Linked DNA regions of Sus scrofa: region 1 is linked to region 2. A link is a contact called in public Hi-C data. All regions are on one chromosome and are shown on one strand. The core of a region is the stretch at or near the end of the contact, and the rest is flanking DNA. Distances in the headings are between cores, read along the strand shown. Region 1 has its middle 1.3 Mb from the start of GATA3. Region 2 overlaps LOC110255590 (a long non-coding RNA gene).

The links. Hi-C and Micro-C count contacts between places; a contact is called where the count stands out from the background.
Region 1: a Hi-C map of fetal heart ventricle shows a contact between it and region 2, with 2.4 times the contacts expected there. The contact joins two enhancer-like sites. A contact is called at or near these places in 2 of 47 Hi-C or Micro-C datasets (embryonic fibroblasts and fetal heart ventricle).

The regions. Positions count from the first base shown.
Region 1 is chr10:62,132,859-62,135,558 of Sscrofa11.1, reverse strand. No RefSeq gene overlaps it. Among named protein-coding and RNA genes, the nearest start is that of GATA3, 1.3 Mb to the left of the region's middle. Within about 2 kb of position 1,313, at least 1 of the 83 cell types and tissues checked has an H3K27ac peak or open chromatin away from gene starts, as enhancers often do.
Region 2 is chr10:61,311,962-61,314,661 of Sscrofa11.1, reverse strand. The region is part of intron 2 of LOC110255590 (a long non-coding RNA gene); the gene reads left to right. Among named protein-coding and RNA genes, the nearest start is that of CELF2, 450 kb to the right of the region's middle. Within about 2 kb of position 1,366, at least 3 of the 83 cell types and tissues checked have an H3K27ac peak or open chromatin away from gene starts, as enhancers often do.

The sequences.
Region 1 (2,700 bases), core at 64-2,563, 820 kb before region 2:
TCCTATTTAGAAAAATAAAGTCATGTAATATGATAGAGGATGTATCTTCTGATCAGAGAAAGCCTGTCTGAAGAGAGTGTATTTGTATAAAATCCTGAATGAACTGATGAGTGATCTATGTGGCAACACAGGCTGTCAGAATAGCAAATGAAAAAAGATTTGTGTTAAGGTGTAGTTGACATGTTCAAGAAATATTTAAAAACAAGTATGTCTTGAATAGAGTGAGAGTAGATACAATAAAACCAACTACGACAGCAAAAAAAAAAAAAAAAAACCTGGAGAGAAGGCAGGAATCACATCACACTGACCTTGGTGGATTTTTTTTTTTCCTAAGCATGTGGTAGAAGAATGACAGGACCTGCTTTACACGGAGACCAGCGTGTGGAGTAAAAGACCTTTGAAGTAAAGCATAGAAGTGGGAGGTCAGTTGGAAAGCCAGGGCAGTACTCAACAGTGAGAAATGAGGTTGGCAGGGCTAAAGTGTTAGCAGGAGAGGTGATGAGAAGTAGTGAGATACAGGATCTATTTTGAGGGTTGCCTTGATGGTATTTGCTGATGTACCAGGTGTGAACTGTGGCAGAAAAGAGGCACCAGGCAAGGCTCTGATTTCAAACCAGGCAGCAAAGAGAAGGCAGGGACATTGTTCCATCAATTATTCTCTCCTTTTTTCCTGTGTCTTCAAAATCTGCTTGGCTCTCATCTGTTTCCTTTTAGCATATTCACAGGTTTTAAGTCCCTCCTATTGAAGCTTAGCTCACAGCACAAGCTTGCTGTAAAGGCTTGAAATACTCTCAAACTCACATGTGCATGAAACACTCCCTTTTCAAACTACATTTTCCTATTCGGCTGTGCTTTTTTTCTCCAAAAATTTATCTACTCTTCAATCCATTTATGCATTCGTATCACCTCTATAATGACTCCTGTTATATTGCTGAAGGGAAGTCCCTGTAAATTTTAAATGGCATCTCAGTTCGAGTAAAAAGATTCAAGCACATTTATTACAAACAGCCCGAGAGAAGGAAACCCCATCTTCAATAATTATTTTAAGCTCTTCTAAACTTTCCCCCCTAGACTTCATTATTTATGGTTTATTTTGGTTAATTTCACCTTATTTATAAGATTTTGAGTTTAGTGCTTCTACCACTTATATTTAACACCTTGATTCCACTTGTATGTTTAATTGCATGCAAAAAAACTCACTATCCCTCCATTTATAACCTTGACTTTGGTTTGACCCTTGTGTGCTATGTGGCTTGTATGGAGGCAGGTACCAAGAACCATAGCTCACTGTGTTCTACAATGTCCATGCAGAGGATTACAGAAGAAAGTTCCTAAAGAGGTATCTGAGGCTCAATTTCTTCCTCTTTCTTTATAATTCAAGCAGACCTTATTTCTCTTTCAAATAAACCATAGCTAAATATACATTGATATAAACTGGGCCTCAGTTTCTCTTATTAACTATGATTGAGCCAGACACACAGCCCTCCCATATTTGCTGCAGTCCAAGTCAGGTGACTCTAGTGAATTGAGGTAGATAACAATTACATTCAATTTCCAAGACCGTTCCAATTTTCAAGACCATTTCCTAGATAGTTTTTACTGATCAATAAATGTCAAACTAAACTTCAGTTCCTTTAGGGCAACCAATATAACTTTGAACTCAATCATTTCTCTTTCACAATCATATTAGTAAGCTTACAAATATTTACTAAAATGGATTATAATTCATAACATACTAGAAGCCACATAAAGGAAAAACAGAAAGATGAGATTTGGGCTGATTTACTGATATCCCCACAGCCTTCCATTTCCTGTCCCAGTTTCCTTTAAAAAAATACTTTCAAAAGTTTTATTTGTGAAATACTTTGGTATAAATATTCCTTTTTACTTGGGTCCACTTAAATACATTATAAGCTCATGATGTTGAATTTGTTCAAATTCAGTTGGAACCACGTTTAAAAATCTCCCACACATTTTATAATCATGGTTGAGTTTTTAGGTCCTAGGTCTTAGGCAAAAAGGCAATAAGACAAATGCATGGCAGTAAAATACTAATTATAAAATATTGTTCATAAATTTCTATATTCTCTATTCAGGATTGAAACTTAAGTTTTAGACAGTTGTGTCCAAGTTATCGGTGAGACATGCGAGTTGTCGCACATTGAAAATTGGTTCCCTGGTAAGAAGCTTACCAAGAAATGCATATTTGACAGGGACTAAAGCTGAGAATTTCCAGGCATGCTAAAAACAATCCAGATTTACAAGGGGTAATGTTCACAGAAAAGCCTTTTTTAAGTCTCTGTTCACTGAGCACAAACTAGAAGTATATTTAACACTTCTCTGGTTTTATAAAATACAGCCAACACTTCAAATAGAAGGTCGTCCTTGGAATCCAAATGTTTATTATTAAACATTTTACTCCTGCTAAGGGTGGAAATAGGCTCTCAATGATTGATATTGACTCTGTGTTGTGTATATGTGTGAGTGTTCATATGTTTATCTGACTACCTTTGTACACTGGTGTAATTTTTAGAGGATAAAAATTACAGAGTAATAAAAATGTGATCAATCTCTATATAATCTAATCACCATGATAGATTATATTATGTGTTCACATTTATACTGGTCAGTGCATAATCAGAGGGGCATCCAGATAATGGAATAGTACTCAGAACTAAAAACAAATGCAGTATCGAGCCA
Region 2 (2,700 bases), core at 117-2,616:
CCTCACCTACCCTCCCAAAAGACCCACACAGGTAAAGCCTTTCTCAAGCATTGATCATATCAGATTTCCAAGACTCTTCCTAGGTTAGTAAATCTTACTTGCTAATTCAGGCTACTTTGTGAATAAATAGTTTAAAGCACTGCTGCTGCAGATGAGATTTACATCTTACTAGGATTTATACCTGATTCTGCAGGTCAAAGGAAGGAATAATCAGACCATGAACTTCATTGTAATAGGGCTGATAAAAATAGCTACCAGCAGCACTTGGGATAGATAATGCTGTAGGCGCTTTAGCGGATATCAAGTCCTCAAACTCGCATCTACCTTATGAGGCAAATCTATTAGTATTTCTGCTTAACGGATGAGGAAACTGAAGCAGAGGGTTAAGTAACTTATTAAAAACCACACAGCAAATGTCCATGCCTGTATTTGCTACAGTGCTACCGTCCTCAAAACGGTATGGTACTGGCACAAAAACAGACACATAAATCAATGAAACAGGATAGAGAGCCCAGAAGTAATGGTCAATGAATCTATGACAAAGAAGGCAAGAATCTCCAATGGAGAAAAAACAGTCTCTTCAATAACAGGTGCTGGGAAAACTGTACAGCTATGTGTAAAAGATGAAATTAGAACTTTCCCTAGCACCATGCACAAAAATAAACTCAAAATGGATTAAAGACCAAAATGTAAGACTGGATGCTAGCTAACTCCTAGAGAAAAACTTGGGCAGAACACTCTTCGACATAAATTCCAGCAATAGTTTTTTGGCTATGTCTACTAAAGTAATGGAAATAAAATTAATCAAACAGGTAAGCATAGTTCCAGAGCCTGTGCTTAATTGCCATGTGACATGCTGGGAAAGAAATTGAGGGATGTGTGGCAACAAGCATTTCGAGCAAATGAGAATAGACAAAGGCTATATAATCAGAGTTTCCTGTGGCCAAAGAGCCAGCCATCATCTCTCATGGTTTTGCTGAGACTCAAGGGCAGGGAGAGGAGTGGGAAAGTTTTATCAAGGGAAAACAGGAAGGGCTTCCTTCAGAGATGGAGCCTGATGGGAGGCCGTTGCCATGGAGAAGCTATAGGTGAGCTACCTAGAAGTCATCCTGTGTGATGGGTTCGGTGTTCATATTTTGCTTCCCGGGTTGGTCCCAAGTTGGAAGCAGAGACAAAAATTAGAAAAGCTGTTAACTATGGATCAAGTTCTGGTCATTTTAGGCTGAATTTTATTTGGGCTTGTTGTGTATGTGTTTCTTGGACCATTTGCTGGAAAGAGTGGTCTGACATTTTTACAAGTCTGACTTGGGGATGGCTGGCTTCCCCAGCTGCTTACTGAAGAGAGTGGGCTGGATTCCTGAAATGGCTGCTGCCCAGAGTGGGTCAGAGTTCTATTTTTAAATATGGTCTGGCCATTGTCAGTTTCTATATTCCGTCTATCAGGCAGAAGAATCTTCAGGAATCATGCTTTGCCCCCAGCATGGAAGGAGACCTCCCTCTGCAAAGGAGCCCTCCAGGTCACAGCAGATTCTTCCACTGAAGCTGGTTTGTGAATTAGGTTGAAGTCTTGATTTCTGGCAAGAAAAGATGTCTGTCGAGTTCCCAGGTGCTGGTCTTTCCTATAGCACTTAATATTTGCTTGGTGGTGAGGAGGACAAGGACAGAGAACCTATTGGTCTTACGCTAATAAATTGCTCCGGTTGGCCAAGGTCTTAGCTAGTAAAGGAGGGGAGAGGTCCCCTTCCATCTCCTCTAAGTTAAGACGCGGATCTTAAATTACCGCACAAAGAACTGGGGTTAACCAACCTGGTCAACCTGCTTGCTTTGGGAAACTGAGGCCCTTGTCAATAGCTGGTCACACAGCAGCCCACAGCCTTTCCTGATGTTGACAGATGGTTCTGTTTTCAAAAGGCTCAGGCATGTCCCAGAGACATGCAAGCATCAACAGCACAGCTAGCCTGTAAATATTTCCTGAGCAGCAGCTCTGTGTTGATGATGAGAAAGGAACTAGAACAGACGGGCCCTGCCCTCAGAAGGTCCTTCCATGTTCTGCGTGACCCACCATTTTCCACCAACTAGAGCAGGTGAAGCGCAACGTCAACACCAACCATCCTTTGAGTTTTACTGTGAGAAATACGTGCGACCCTAATGAGGTATGGCTCTGGCTGTGGTTGTATTGCCTCCTTCTAACACGAAGTGAGTATAAAGTGCTTGCACTCGGGGACCTGAATCAATTATGAGCCCACAACAACCACAGATGTATGTCCAAAGATGTTCAAGGAGTAGAATGCTGGATGAAAGGGGTGCCAGCATTCCATCTGGGGTGGGATTTTTTTTTTTTTTTGTCTGAATAAAAAAAAGATTTTACTAACAAGGTGCTGTGTGCTTTTAGCCTGTGTATCAGGATGGAGGACAGCCACTGTGTCCTGCCTCTTTCATCCCGGTTTGGGGTGAGAAGCAGGAGGGTCGAGGCACTACAAAGTGTAGGAATTTGAGCTTCTTGCTTTCAATGTCCAGGATCAAACATCTGCTTCAGGTCTGCCTGGCCAGGGGGCCCAGCCCTTTCACAGTGCTGTCCAGCCCTAGGTCCTCAGTGTGCTAGCTGAATCAGGGAGGAGGGAAGAGAGCCATCCATTCAGGAGAACAGGTCCAGGCCTGCGGGCAAGGTGGTTGAGTCATCCATGTAGGTGGGTCACCCTC